2 separate regions of the Mus musculus genome follow, and region 2 is linked to region 1. Evidence: chromatin contacts called from public promoter capture Hi-C data. All regions are on one chromosome and are shown on one strand. The core of a region is the stretch at or near the end of the contact, and the rest is flanking DNA. Distances in the headings are between cores, read along the strand shown.

Evidence for each region. Promoter capture Hi-C pulls out the DNA fragments that hold promoters and counts their contacts.
Region 2: a promoter capture Hi-C map of neural stem cells shows a contact between it and region 1. The contact joins the promoter of Tnk2os here to the promoter of Fyttd1 in region 1. A contact is called at or near these places in 3 of 39 promoter capture datasets (the 3T3-L1 cell line, HPC-7-derived erythroid cells and neural stem cells), 4 of 115 datasets of contacts at active chromatin or transcription factors (embryonic stem cells, extraembryonic endoderm stem cells, pancreatic cancer cells and 1 more) and 3 of 9 other capture datasets (adipose tissue, liver and pancreatic islet).

The regions. Positions count from the first base shown.
Region 1 is chr16:32,874,417-32,882,063 of GRCm38.p6, reverse strand. Fyttd1 (forty-two-three domain containing 1) reads right to left here and starts at 4,280. Exons shown (of 9, transcript NM_027226.4): 1 at 4,068-4,280. The coding sequence starts at 4,170. It also overlaps a transcript of Rubcn not described here.
Region 2 is chr16:32,663,977-32,671,623 of GRCm38.p6, reverse strand. It overlaps Tnk2os (tyrosine kinase, non-receptor 2, opposite strand), which reads left to right and starts at 3,427. Exons shown (of 3, transcript NR_033493.1): 1 at 3,427-3,669; 2 at 4,924-5,986; 3 at 6,316-6,401. Tnk2 (tyrosine kinase, non-receptor, 2) reads right to left here. Exons shown (of 16, transcript NM_016788.3): 3 at 5,668-5,738; 4 at 3,182-3,403; 5 at 2,085-2,237; 6 at 1,394-1,671; 7 at 706-832; 8 at 183-329; 9 at 1-85.

The sequences.
Region 1 (7,647 bases), core at 3,031-5,530:
ACCATTAGAAAGGTTTTGGGGAGAGGAAGAGGGGGGGAGCTCACCCTCTCAGAGGTTTCGTGCAGCCTGTGGCCATCTGACCCCACTGTTCCTAAGTCTGTACTGACAAATGGCATCCTGATGAAAGGGCGTTGCGGGAAAGCCGACTGCCTCCTGACATCCAGGCAAAGAAGTGCGTGCTACCCTTTAAAGGCGCACCTTTAGTAACTGTGTCCTCCAACGAGGCCCCACCTCACCTAAATAGCCTATTCAGTTATGAATTTATCAATGGCTAACCCAGTGATGGCATTATTGCCTTCATGATTCAATCACTTCTCAACAGCTCCACCAGCTGGCAAAACCACACCTTCAATATAGGAGCCTTTTGGGAGACATTATATTTAAACCATCATACTAGGATTAAAACAAAAGGTTTCATAAATATCAGACATATAAACTTACTACTAAGTTCTCATTGAGAACAAAATGAGAAAAATATCGTTTTCCCTTAACCTACTTTCCAGCAGATATTTACAACCTCAAAACTTTGAGAATATAATCAATGAATTTGGTCAAAAGATTTGGGGCAAAAGAGGCGTTGATTTTTGACTACTGGGGTAATTTCATTGTTGTTTCTGAAAACAGGTTCCACTCACTATGTATCCCTGGCTGGCCCAGAACTCAGAGTAGTCTGGCTTGAGACTCAGAGTTCTACCTCCCTCTACCTTGAAACTGCTGGGATCAAAAGCATATGCTACAATGTCCAACATACCAAAGTAACTTTTACACACAGTAATTTTTAATATAGCTGAAATTAATTTAAGATGAAGTCTCACTACTCTGAAACTCATGATTCTCCTACCTTATCTTCTAGAGTGTTGATTACTAGTATATAATACAATTCTTGCCACAACTAAAAATAAAAATAGGAAGACATCTTATTATCTAAGTCCTCCAAGTTTTTTTAATATGAAAGGAGAACATGGCCACTCTCACCCATTGAGTAGATAGGGTAAACATTAGAAGAAAAAAAGATCCATTACAACGAACTACATTATAATGATCTACATTATATTCTCTGTCGCTAGAGGATGGATCAGCAGTTAAGAGCACTTGCTGCAACCAGTGGTGGTAATGCAAGCCTTTAATCCAAGCACTCCAGTGGCAGAGGCAGGTGGATATCTGAGTTCAAGGCCTACCTGGTCTACAGAGCAAGCTCCAGGATAGCCAGGGCTACACAGGAACCCTGTCTCAAAAAAACAAAACAAAACAAAACAAAAACAACAAAAAAAGAGCACTTGCTGCTCTTCCAGAAGACACAGGGTTAATTCCCTGTGGTCACAACTCAGTTCCAGGGGATCTGACACCCTCTTCTGCTTTCTACAGGCCTTTAATTCCAGCACTCAGGAGGCAGTGTTAGGTGATTCTCTTATGAGTTTGAGGTCACCCTGGTCTACAGGACATCCTGGTTTCAGGCCAGCCAGGGGTACATAGTGAGACCCTGTCTCAATAAGTAGATACATAGCATTTGTTGTCCACCAAATATTGTTCCAAGCAGTTTTCATTTGCCTACTGACCCATTTAATATAGCAATTCCATGAGATAGCTGTTATCACCTTTTTTAGGCTTTTATTTTAATTATGTGTGTATGGTTGTGAATCTGTGCATGTAAGCACAGGATCTCTGGAACTGGAGTTACGTTCTGGGCCAAGCTGCCTAAAGTAGGCACTGGGAACTAAACTTTGGGTCTCTGCAAGAACAGAATATGTTCTCAGCCACTAAGCAATCTCTCTAGCCCCTACTGTCATCACCTTTTTAGACAATTTGTCCATAGTCACAGGGCTAGTAAATGTCAGAAGCAGGGTGCTCATGAAATAGTATGGCTCTACATACTTATCACTAGGAGTACAACCCTTGTGAGGTTATTAGGACATTAAATTATATTAAATGTTTAGTTTATAGCCTAGCATCCAATAAACATGTTATACAAATTCATGGCTTTCAATCAAAAGCTGTCTTTTTTTTTTTTTATTTTTTGGAGTTCATTACTGATCAGCCAATGTGGTCAGACTAAACAAAGGCCAAACATATTCCTGTTAATTTACTAGTTCAAATATTAGGTTTTGACTTAAGGCAACCCCAGAAACCAAGGAAGAGTTCTTAACTGCTGATCAAAAGCTTTCCAAGTAACAGAAGAGATAACACGAATGTAAAGAAATATCATGAGTGTTTCCAGGCCCAGGATTACCCTAAACAACATCCTCAGAATAGGTTACATCTAAGTTCTGTAGTCCCTAAGCAGCCAGTTCCTCCTTCCTACCTCAGCCTAGGGCCATTTTAAGATGTCCCCACAGGAGCAGACAAAATGGAGGCATCTTGTCACCTCCTCAGCCTAGAACTGTCACAGGAGTCATCGCTGTGGTGCATCTCCTTTTCCACCTCAGCCTAAAGCCTAGAGGTGGAAAAGGAAACGTGCCACCCCGAAATACTGCTGCAGAAGCTGTCCCACCGTGGCAGTCCACAGCTCCTTTCCAGCCTCTCCGTGATGGCATCTCAGCCAAAGGGGCCTGTGGTCGATTGGTCGGTCGGAAAGGACTTCCTATCCTAACCCATGGGCCCCAAGGCAGAGAAAAAGGTTGAAAATCTACCAATCCCTGAGCAGGAAAAACCCACCAATCGCTGAGCTTCCCACAAAACCTAACCAATCCCTGAGTAGGAAAACTCACCAATACTTATTCTGGAAATCTGTCCGGAAAAGCTCTATCCCCCTAAGAAACCCTATATAAGCCCTTGCCTTTTGTCCAATTCCCTGTTGTCCTATAGTGGGAGCAGAGGGCAGCCATTACTGGATTCGTCCCTCTTCTCTCTGGATCTACCAATAAATCTCTTTTATGCGATTTGCTGCCTGGTGTGACTGATAAGAAGCCAAGAAGCAATGAAGAGAAGCAAACAAGTGGAGTAGGTCTGAGACTCTTGAGCTCCTCAGCTCAGCTGGGAATACCCTCCCCTGGGAGCTGCGAAGGTTTCCTTTCAGAGCTGTGTGGTTCCTGGGCACCAGTGTCTCAGGATGCCCTTCCACTGGGACACCTGCTCCCCTCTTCAGCTGTATGGTCCCTGGGCTTCTGAGGCCCAGGATAGCCTTCCATTAGAAAAGAAACACAAGTTCAGTATTCAGGTATTTTAAAATATCCAAGAGGGGCAGTGTGGTGAGAAGAGACCCGGAAAGAGGAAAAAGAAAGAGAGCACTGATTCTATCCAGTACCATACATAACTTGACTCTACAAAAGAAAAAAAAAGAAAAGAAAAGAAGGAATTACTTTTGGATTTGCTAAGCCAAACCAAACAGAAGCCCTCATACTGTTGGATTGGAATTATTTTTTTTTTCGAAAATAAAAAACAATCCTCATGCTTTTCTTACATAATCATCAGCAAACCACGGCATCCTTTTTATGTACACGGGACCCCATGTTCTACCTGACATTTTATCAATCTGCGTACATCTCTCCCTCCCCACCCCCAACTGGCTAACTTTGAAACCGTGCTAGAGAACACGCTTCAGTAAACACCTAATCAAACTCAGTAATACGGTTCACGCTTAACGACCCCTCCGAGCGGCCGTTCAGGGACCGCGTCCGGGACCCCCGGCGTTCCCAGGGGAGGCGCCGGTTGGAAATCGCCCGTGCCCAGCGCACTTCTGGGCATTCACACCAGACAAGCTATTCTCGCGGTTGCTGGCTTTAGTCAGTTGCAGCCCCAGGCTGGTTCTAAGACCCTTTAAAAGGAAAAGCCCCGGGTGGGTGAGCACACGCCGGCCCGGGTAGCCCAAGAGACTCCGTCCTGCGGGGAAAGAAGACAGCAGCTACGGACCCTGCGGACCGCCGGGCCCGGCCAGTCCTTGTTACGACCCCTCCCTACCCCCGGGGGTGGGACACACCGGGGTCGCTCCCGTCCCATCGGGGGGGGGGGGTCCTCGCCGGTTCCGCCCACGCGCGACCAAACCGGACAGGCAACCGCGGTCAACCGCCCCTTCCCCCACCGTGCCTCCCGCCCCCTCCCCCCACCACGACGCGGCCACCCTGGTCTCTCACCCAGGGACATATCGATTTTGTCCAGGTTCTCATTGCTTCGTGCTTTCGGTGGCGGCGGCGGGGTCGCCGTGGCTCCTACCAACCGGGTGCCAAACCGGTTCATGACTGGGGTTGCGGCGTCGGAGCAGTCAGCCGGGAAGGCCAGAGTCGCAGGCCCGCCGCCTCCCACTCACGCACGCAGACTAGCTGCAGCGCAGAGCGCGCACGCGCGCCGGCGGCGTCCTCGCCCTCCCACCTCCCAGCAGCGGGCGGGGGAGAGGGACTACCGAGACGAGCTGCGGGCGGCTAGAGCGGCCCACGCGAAACTGGCGCCTAGCGGCCCTTACCGGTGCGGGGCGCCGTCCTGGAGCCTCAGCCCAGGGCGCCGGGAATAGCGGCTGTCCTAGCGCCTCGACGGTCCACACCATTGGCAGCGCCTCCGAAACCGAGTCTGAACGACTAGCCTGGCCCTGCTGTTCCGGCCCGTCCTGCTGCGGAAAGGCCCGGCACGCCCCTCTGCAGTGCAGCCTACGGAGGCTGGACAGACCCCTGCGAGCCGAGATTGCAGCGATGGGTCCCAGCTCCCCTGTCCCTGAGTTGCCACGTCTGATAGCAAAGGCTGCAGTGACAGTTCTTGAGTCACCTTAACAATAAAAGTAAATGCTAATGTATCTGTGCCTTGTCTCAGTTGGCACTCTATAAACATTTGGCACGGTACTAGCTACCTTAGTAAGACCTCATCTTCCCTTGGGAGGGTAAGTACTTCTGTTTATTTGGTTGCGTTTTTCTATTACTCAATTGAGTGGCGAAATATATATATTTTCCTTAATCGTCTTTATAGAAAAACTTAATGTTTCCATTCCAGCTTAATAATTCGTTTCCCCTTTACGAAATGTTATTCCCCCCCCCCCTTTTTTTTTTACTTTATTTTCTACAACGCACCTGCGTGGAAGCATGCCTGTTATTCCATCCCCCACATAACAGCTCAAAACCATCTCAGGCATTTTCATCTAAGGAAAAAAAAACAGCGTCAAGTGTTCTGTTCGTGTAGAAATCTCTGCCACCGTTTTCTTCACTTCCTAAAATTTCTTTAGTAGAGACCTGAGCTAGCTTTGTAGTGACCCAAGAAATCTGAAAACCACACTATCCTATATTTAATTTAGTAATGTCACAATCCATGTGATTTGCAAATTCAACAGCCGTGACACATTTTACTATTTTTTGCTTGGAGCTTCCATACTTTAAAACACTTCATATCATGTACAATTGCATCTATTAATAACATATTTTCTAACTTTTACCAGCTGAGACCTGGTTATATTGTATCTACCCTTTTTAGTAAAGATTGTGACAGCTATTGATCCATCTTAAAACTACATACTAATGCTTCTTACGATATGGTTAAAAGAAAAGGCCACTCTTAATTCGTGATTCCATCCAAAAGCATGATGTTTTGGGGTGTTTGATGAATCATAGTAGTCTTATCTTGAGGAAATGTATAATTTTCTATTGAGAATTTGAGAAATACAATCCCTTATTCTCAAAAGTCAAGTTGGGCCAGGTGTGTTTTGCAGTGCCTTTAATTGCAATACTCGGGAGGCAAAGAATAGTGAGTGAATTTCTGTAAGCTGTAAACAAGCCAGGTCATAGTTCCAGGACAATCAGGGCTATGTAAAGATTACCTGTCTCAAAACAACAGCAAAAGTCAAGTTGGTTTTCTTTCCCATGGCAAAACTGTAACTGTATATAGTCAGTTAACATAGCACACACCTATGAGGGCATACAAGAAACTAATGGTAAAAAGTTTGAATTCAGCAAGATTCAACAGTAAAATCTGGCACGTAGAATAGTAGAATAGCTGATGCTTTTGCCACAAGGTCCTTGGGTTTGCTATTTTACTCTCCAACCCCAACCCCTTGAACTGCTAGCAACTGGGGAAGCTAGATTGTAAAGAAGAGTGTGGATGAGGCCAGGCACCTTTGGACTTAGTACTGAGAGGCAGGCAGATCTCAGAGCTCCAGACCAGCCAGAGCTCCACAGTGAGGCTGTCTCAAAACAACCAAACCAAAACCAAACCACCCAACAAGAAAGCTTCTACCGTTCCTGGGTTTATTGAGTACAGCATTTATCATTCTCTTCCGTCACTTGTTATATTACCTTATGGAATGCTATAGGCCTTAGTCTGCATAAGTTATCCTAAGAGTCTTTACAACCCTGAGTTGGGTGGTGGTGGTGGTGCACAACTTTAATCCCAGCAGAGGCAGGCAGATCTCTGAGTTTGAGGCCAGAAACCCTATCTTTACATTTCTGAGATGCTCTAAGCACAAGATGTTTCTCCCTGCATTAGCCCTCTGCCATTAGTTATAACTTCTGCACTCTCTGCTCATTTGTAGAAGTAAACTACAGAAAAGAATTGTAGATTGGTTCTTTTTTTTTTTTTTAAGATTTATTTATTTATTTATTTATTTAATGTAAGTACACTGTAGCTGTTTTCAGGCACACCAGAAGAGGGCATCCGATCTCATTGCAGATGGATCTCATTACAGAGCTACCATATGGTTGCTGGGATTTGAATTCAGGACCTTTGGAAGAACAGTCAGTGCTCTTAATTGCTGAGCCAACTCTCCAGCCCAGCTTTTTTTTTTTTTTTTTTTTTTTGGTTTTTTGAGACAGGGTTTCTCTGTACAGCCCTGGCTGTCCTGGAACTCACTCTGTAGACCAGGCTGGCCTTGGACTCAGAAATCTGCCTGCCTCTGCCTCCCGAGTGCTGGGATTAAAGGCGTGCGTCACACGCCCAGCTCACCTCTGCCTTCTTAGTGCCAATTGTACACTACCATACCCAGCTTGGAAAGTCTGTTTACATTTATTATTGATTGATTGATTGACTGTATATGTGTGTGTGGTGTGCATGTATGTGAGCACATGTAACATGGCACGTGTGGAATCAGAGGACCACTTGTGGGAGTCCATTCTCTCTTTCTACCATGTAGGGATCACACTCTTATTGTCAGACTTAGCAGCAAGCACCCTCACTCACTGAGCCATCTTACCAGCCCATCTTGTTTCTAATCTTCTTTCTAATCTACATGAAAAAGTTAAGGCATTTAGATTTTGAAAGCATGCATTTGATATAACAAAACAGGTGTGTTTAGATTTTGAAATTTTGTTTGTTTTTTTTAACTTTAGGTCTGTATAGAACAAATAACAAATATTCCAATATATAAAAACTTTTTTGTACCAATATAATAAGTACTACCTTTTGTCCCTGTCTCTTCTCAAAACTGAAGCCTGATTCCAAATCTTTTAGTTTTGTAGAATGTTCCTTGGTATCTCATCCTTCTTGTTTTATCTGGAATTTCACGTTCCCAAGGGCTAAGGCCTCAGAGATTCATAGACTCTCTGGATTTCAAAAGATACAAGAATAAAGCACTGTGGTAATACTATACCAGCATATAGGTCACACACAAAGCAAAACAAACATAGCAACCATACCTCTCCTGTCTGTCTCTGTAGATTGCTCATTCTGGACATTTCGTACAAACAGGATCATACAGTATACAATCTGTTGTGTCTAGCTTCTTTCACTAAACAAGGTCTTCTA
Region 2 (7,647 bases), core at 2,178-4,677, 210 kb after region 1:
TGACAGTGATGACGTCATTCATCTGGATGTGCAGTTTATCTGGCTCCTCAAAGTCCTGAAGAGCCCGCATGTCAGTGGGCTGAGCCTGGGGGCAGAAACAGGTCACTGCTCAGCCCAGGACAAAGCCTCGGACCGCCACACCTGCTTGCACTCCCCTGAGACTGGGCAGATCTGCCCCTCACCTCCAGCAGGAAGTCCCGAAGAGCCACAAATGTGGGTCTGTCCTCTGGCTTGTGGGCCCAGCACTGGACCATGACATTGTAGATGTCTTGAGGGCAGTCCTCCGGCCGGGGCAGGCGCTCCCCTTCCTTGTCGATCTTATGCAGGATCTGCCAGCCAGGGTGGGGCAGGGGTTAGAGGCAGCAGAGCACCTGCCTCTTCGCTTCCTGCTTTCCCTCTGACCTGTCCTACAGCTGAAGATACCATCTGACATGGCCACCCACCCTGGGAAAGCTCTGTCCCCACAGCCTGAGACCTGCCCAGGACTCATGTCTCATCCCTGTCCTCCTACCCCCGTGCCTGTCCTGGGACATTCTGGGCTACCCCTTCTCTTTTGTTAAGCTCTCAGAGATCCCACACCAATATCGGGTGTGCAAGAAATGGGAATCTACCAGAAAAGAACTAGTTGCAACTGTTCAGGTTGGGGACCAGGGACGGATCACTCCCACCTGCCCTATGGGAACCATACCCCTTACCCTGCCTCACCTGGCTGCCATTGAGGCCAATCCAGGGCTCCTGGCCATAGGTGAACATCTCCCACAGTGTGACCCCAAACATCCAGGTGTCACTGGCATGGGAGAAAGTCCGTGTCTTCAGGCTCTCAGGGGCACACCTGGCAAAAAAAAAAAAAAAAAAAAAAAAAAAAAAACAAAGGTCAAAGGGACGGCTTCTTTGGGACCTCTCCTTGCCACCCCTTTAGCTGCCTCTGGCACTAGGAGACTCCACGATCTCAGCAAAGGATCTGCCCAGCAAGGACCCAAGGCAGGCTAAGCAGCAACGTGGAGGTCACTAGTTAGTCACTGCCTACAAGATACGGTGCAATCTATTCCCGCCTGCCGCCAGCTCTACACAGATAAGCCTACTGACCATCCTGGCCTGGCTGCTTGCCATATGTTTTAAACTTAACAGCAAGTCCTCCAGGAAGCCTTTTAATCCCCCACCAAGTACATGCCCTTTAGATTGCTTGTGCCTTCCAGTATTCCTGGAGAATTCCTTGGGTGGATGTGCAAACATGTAAGTCTTCAAGAAAGGCACCCAGGCCCAGAAATGAGAAGGACAGGCCGAGGCAGACAGTCCTGTGGTAGGTAACAGAGGCCCCAGAAGTTGGAGGTGTGGATCTGCTGAGACTGGAGTGGAGCTTGGGCCCTACAAGCCAGCAACACTTGCCCCTCACCAGGCAAAGGGCACCTTGCGGTGTTCTTGCATGACATAGTGGTCATCATTCTGGGGCAGAGCTCGCATCAGTCCGAAGTCCCCAATCTTGACCAGGTCCCGGGTAGCCAAAAGCAGGTTTCGAGCAGCCAGATCCCGGTGAATGAAGCGCTTGGACTCCAGGTAGGCCATACCCTCAGCCACCTGCACAGCGTAGCGACTCAGCGTCCCCAAGAGGAAATGACCTTGGTGTTTACGTAGGCGGTCCAACAAAGATCCCAGAGGTGCCAGCTCTGTCACCTGAGGCCACACAGAAGACAGACAGGATAAATCCGGTAGATCGATGCCACTCTCTCAAAGGCAAAGTTCCCAGTCTCTTTCTGGAGGTCGACCATAGCTCCAATGAACGAACTCCATGTTCGTTTCTGACCTGTCCCTTCAGTCACCCCCAAGAATCTAAACCCCAGAATAAAGCATTCCAAAGAGGCCCAGGCTAAAAACTCCAAAGATAACTCATGTCAAGGGCCAGCCATTCCTATGGGCACATCTTGCCAGTGAGCAGTAGAAAATCCAGAGATGACAGCACTAGGCAGTACCCTGGTAAACCCCTTTGCCACTTGTGGCGGGAAACTGGAGCAGGCAGGAGGAAGAGTGCGTCTGGGAGCCCAGACTGCAGGTAGCCCTCTGGCCTTCCCTCCCACCCAGCCACTCACCATCTTCATGGGTAGTGTGAGCACCACACCATACAAGCGAATGAGGTTTCGGTGGTCTAGTGAATGCATGGCATTGACCTCCCGGATGAAGTCGTCCATGGCCTCTGGCTGGCTCAGCACGTCAGGCTTCAGGCACTTGACGGCCACACTCACCTGCCCAGTGCAGGATTAGCAGGGCGTTAGACCTTCATGGTTCCCAACACTGAGCTAACTGCACCTTCCAACTCAGAGTAAAGCCCCTTGCGTCAGACCTGTTCATCTGAGTGCACAAGCATGCCATCAGTTTATATCCTACATCCTCTGCACTGCAAGAGGGTGGCAGCTGACTGACCTCTAAAGGTCACTAAATGTGGGCCTCTTCTTTCTGGGCAAATTCCCAAATTAGCAGTGACAATAAATTAAGAGATGAGCAATATAAAGACAGAACAATAATATAGTTGAACTATAATGCCATAATCTATGGATGCCCCCCACCTTGGAAAAAGGGGTGCTGAGTGGCCAGGGCTTGACAAATCCTGCTGGGTGCTAGCAATATTAATATACTGTCTGGGAAGTGCATCTGGCCCTATATATTTACAATAATCTGTATCCCCCCACACCCCATACGTGTATGTTTGTGTGTGGTTATCCACTAGGGAGTTTTAATTAAGAGAAAAAAGGCTATGACTTAAATATGTAAATCTAATTTCTATCTTAGTGATGAGACATAGCTCAGTGGCACAGCACTTGCTTCAAAGCTGATCCAAGACCATGAAGGAAGGAAAGGATAAAGGGACAGAAAATACTTTGTCACTGCAGGTTCAAAGCCACCCTGGTCTACCCAAGATGCTGTCTCACAACAAATCCCTGCAGGGGTTGGGGTGGCAGGAGGGGGCGCTGCAGCCCTGCCTCAGCCGGGCAGTGGGAGCTGCAGGCCTTTGCCTTTCATTTTTCCGTGTCCAATCTTTCATAGTAAGCAAACTATCTTTAGACTTGAAAAAAAGAAATCACTGTGCTCAGTTAAACCTGAACATGGCTCAAAAGGTGAGTACTTTCACAACTGTCCCTAGTCACTTGTCGCCTGACAGAAGGGGAGAGGTGCCCACCCCAGAGCTCACCGTCTTCCCTGCGGGGGCGTCCCATTCACCCCTGCGCACCACGCCAAAGGAGCCATCCCCCAGCTTCTCCAGCAGGCGTAGGTCTTTCTCCCCAATGAGGCAGGTGAGGCTCTGCAGGGTCCCCTCCCCTGGCAGGCTCCCTGGGGTGGGGGAGGGCTTCCGGAAGGTGCTCTGAGAGTGCTGGGAAGGGAACTCGGCCTCCAACCGCTTTCCACTGAACACCTGTTTGAAAGCAGCCAGAAGCCAGATGGAACCCAGGGCCCCAGAGGCACTCAGTCCCACCCTACTGGTAAGCCTCAGACAGCTCCTGGCTTTGCCAAGCTGCCAGGGGCAGCCTGTTAAAGGCACACACTTCTAGCGTACACCCTAACGGGGAACCCACAGCTGAAGCCTCAGGGTAGTCGTCAAAAACAGATGAAGATGCTGCTTGTGGATGAAGTTAACCCCAAAACGGTCTGTGAAGACAGAGATAGCCCAAAGCCCTCCAGGTACACCCCCAAGCCCCAGCCCTGGCAGCCCTGGCCTTCAGCTCCTCCCCATCTTACCCTTCCCTTCCTGAACCTCCTAAACGGCACAGCCTCTTGCCCCTAGCATACAAAGAGAGGGTAGGAGCCCGAGGGGCCCTCCAAACACCTCCCTGTCCATTTTTAGCCCTGGCCCCTTCTCTGGGTTAACCATTTGGCACTGTCTGTCTCTATCCTCCCTGGGGAGTCGGCTGCCCTTCATCCTGCCCAGGGGAGAAGATAATTTTAGTCTGAGGTTGACCCATGAGTATGTGTTATGTGTGTGTATGTAGTGCAAATGAAGCCAGTCTTTGCTGGAGAAGGGCCTGGAAAGACAGCTGGATTTCTGGAGGGGCGCCTAGAGCCAAGGGCTGAGAAGGAAGGAAGACTAGAGGGGTCTCCAAGGCCTGTTTTGGAGAAAGAAGGGCCAAAGGTCAAGAGACAGGAAGAGGGGGGCTATGAAGGAACTCACCTGGCCATGCAATCTGACTTGGCCCCTCCACTGGGCATCTAAAGCTCTAGTGCCAGGCTACAGACTCTTCTCGTTGCCCTCAGAGCTGGCCAACCTTACCCGTGTGTGCTGAGTGATAGGTTCTTTCTCCCCAGCTGGTGAAGTGAGCCAACTCAAGCCACATTAGAGTGGTCATGGGGAAAGTGGGGGTATGGGCGGAAAAGAGAAAGAAAGAGAGGGTGTGCACAGAGAGAAGAAAGGGGCGGGAGGGAGAGAAGGAGATAGACAGACAGACAGAAAGAGTCAGAGAGAGATGGAAATGTCTGGGTTACTAGGGAAGAGCCTCTGGGAGAAGGGCAGCCCCTGGGCTGGAAAGTTCTGAGTTGGGGGTGGGGGGTGGGGCGGGCAGAGTATGCCAGGTAGGGACTGAGGGATGCTGGGAGACCCTGGAGGCCAGGTCTGCTTTGGTATGTAAAATATGCCCCTCAGCCCCTTGTCCCGAAATCAAACACTAAGGGCAGCTCAAATCTGAGGACCTGTTTGGACTTTGTCCCCTCCTCCCAGTATTTTCCTAATATTTGCCAATAAGTTCAATTTACAAGATCTACTTTCGCCACTGCAGCCACGAGGCCCTTTGCACAGTCCTACATGGTAAGCTGGGTAATGGAGCCAATGCTGGTTTACCAAAGACATGACAATTTTAGAAAGGACCACTGATCACCCAGAGACCTACTATGAACTGGGGTAAGATCCAAAATTCCCACACTGCTTTTCTCTATTGTCAATAGGTCGCCACACATTCATCCTCTGCAAAAACCTGGGCGATGGACCAGGACTGTGTCCCCAGAAAAGGCCACAGGCTCTCAAGAGACAGCCCCTTTGCCAGACTGCAGCCAGAAAATTTCTACTGCCCAATCCCAGTCCAGCTGTTCTGCCCTGCTCACCCCTCACCCCAGTTCTGAGGCCAGAAGTAGAGAGAGAGGCCCTGGCTGGCTCACTTCCTCTCTCATTGTCTTCCAGACAATGGGCAAAGTTCCACTGAGTCAGATCAGGGACTCACAACACTAAAGACCCAACTTAGGGGGTGGGGAGGAGCTGTGGGGAAGGAAGCTGTCAGCAGAGCCAGATGACCACAGGAACCTGAAGAGCGGAGAGCACAGGGAAGTGTTGGGGGGCAGACAGAACAAGGCAAAGATGTCCAGACAGTCCCCTCTACCCCTTTCTGGACACTGGCCTGACACTCAAAGGAAGGAACACTTATCAACAAGTCCCAGCTCCGGCACCCAGAGAGGCTGTGAAACCCTTACTGCACACAGGCCGTTCACCGGTCTGTCTGTGGCGGAGACAGACACTTAGCCAGGCAGCACCACAAGTGTCCTGTCAGATAAGAGCTTGGAGGAGGAAAGTCTGTACAAAGTGTGAGGCAATCGGTGAGATTATACCTCTGGGCAGCAGGAGAAGGCTCCTGAGCCTGCCAGCAGCGGGAGGCCCTTGGGTGCCCCACCACCCCCTCACACCCTTCTCACACACACCTTGCTCATCCATGACTTGCGTTTGCACATGGCCTTCCTCCTCTTCACGGCCTCCCACAGCCGCCTCTGGCCTGCAAGCAGGGAAAGTGAACGAGGTCTGTCAGACAGCTCTCACACCCTCCCAACGAGGCTGCTATCCACCTAACTGACTTCCTCAGTTCCTGGGACACCACTCAACCCAATGCCACCAACGGGATCAGTTGCCAACTAGGAATTTCATTCACCCAATCTCTACACTCTACCTCTGGCTGGAGGTGTTTACTCATCAAAGCAGAATGAGAAGTGGCCAGTTACCTCGCCAACTCTCCAGACAACTCAGGTAAGGAGATACACACATACACCTGTCTCCATTCTAAGGTTTCCTTCCCTTAAAATATTCTTACACTACTGACATCAGACGCTGTGCTGGCTAGTTTTATGCTAATATGACACAAGCTAGATCAGAGAAGAAGGAACCTCAGTTGAGAAAACGCCTCCATAGGCTGTTCACACACCTGCAGGGCATTGTCTTAACTAGTGACTGATGGGGGAGGGCCCAGCTCATTGTCCGCGGTGCCATCCCTGGGCTGGTGGCCCTGGATTCAGCAAAGCATCAGCCAGCCAGTAAGCAGCGCCCTCCATGGCTTCTGCATTTGTCCCTGCCTCTAGGTTCCTGTCCTATTGAGAGCTCCTGTCCTGACTTCCTTCAAGAACAGTGATGTGAAAGTATAAACTAAATAAATCCTTTCCTTAGCAAGCGGCTTTGCTCATGGTGTCACACAGCTGCGGTGTCCCTAACTAGGGCAGAAATCAACTATCTAAGCAAAAGCAGCACACGTTACTGTCTTTTTCTTTTTTAGCTTGTAAAACATTTGGCTATTTTGAGTTGGACACACTAAAGTTTCTGATTGTGGGTTGTTGTTGTTGTTGTTGAGATAGTCTACTGTAGCCTGGCCTGGATGACCTTGAGCTACTGATCCTTCAGCCTCCACCTCTTGAGATGTTTGTGTTTTGGTGCTGGGAATTAAACCCAGAACTTCACGGACGTTAAATAAACAATATCTTTTAGCAAGAGAGGTCTAGCCACAACCCATGATAAATTTCTCATTTCTAGATGGTAACTGCTAGTTTTAGTTTAGAAAGAAGGGAAAGTTTAAAGTAACAACATGTTCTTTAAAAGATTTTTTTTTTATTTTTATGTATTTTGTGTGTGTTCCTTATGTGTAAGGGTGCCCATAGGGACCAGAAGAGGTGTCAGATCTGTGGAGCTACTGGCAGTTACAAGCTACCTGATGTGGGAACGAAACTGGTGTCCTCTATAAGTGAACAGTACACGCTTTTAACCACTGAGCCATCCCTCTAGCCCCATCTGAGGGTTTTTTGTCTTCTCTTCTCATGTGGATCTGCTGGCATTAACCCCACTGGTGTTCAGAATGAAACAGAAGAGACACAGGAAATACATCTACAAATATCTGATCAAACACCAATGGGGAAGGACTAGAGAGCAGACCTGGTAGCACAGGGAGGCTGAGCCAGGAGGAGGCTAAGTCCATGGTCTGCCAGAGCAATAAAAGGTTCAAGGCTACCCTGGGTAACTTACTGACATTCTGCCCCCAAACCACAAAGTGCAGAAAGGACGGGCCAGAGCTAAAGTAGTGGAGCCCTTGCCTAGCACGTGAAAGGTCCTAGGGATAATTCCTAGTATCTCTTTAAAAAGGGGTGGAGGCAGGGAGGCCTGGGGTGTGCTCACTGGCAGAGCACCCAGGTGGCACAAGTGAGGCCCTAAATTCAGTACCCAGCACCTTGGGAGAAAGCCAAAAAAGGTATATCCGACTAACTCTGAGTGACCACAGCTCTAAGACTCTGTTCTCTTCAACTTCCAACTCACATTTACATTCAACTGCAAACTGTTCCCTGGGCACCCTGTGAACAGCACTCTCCACCTGCCTCCCACTCACAGCCACCACCATGATGAAGAGATTCTTCTTGTGCTGGGCCATG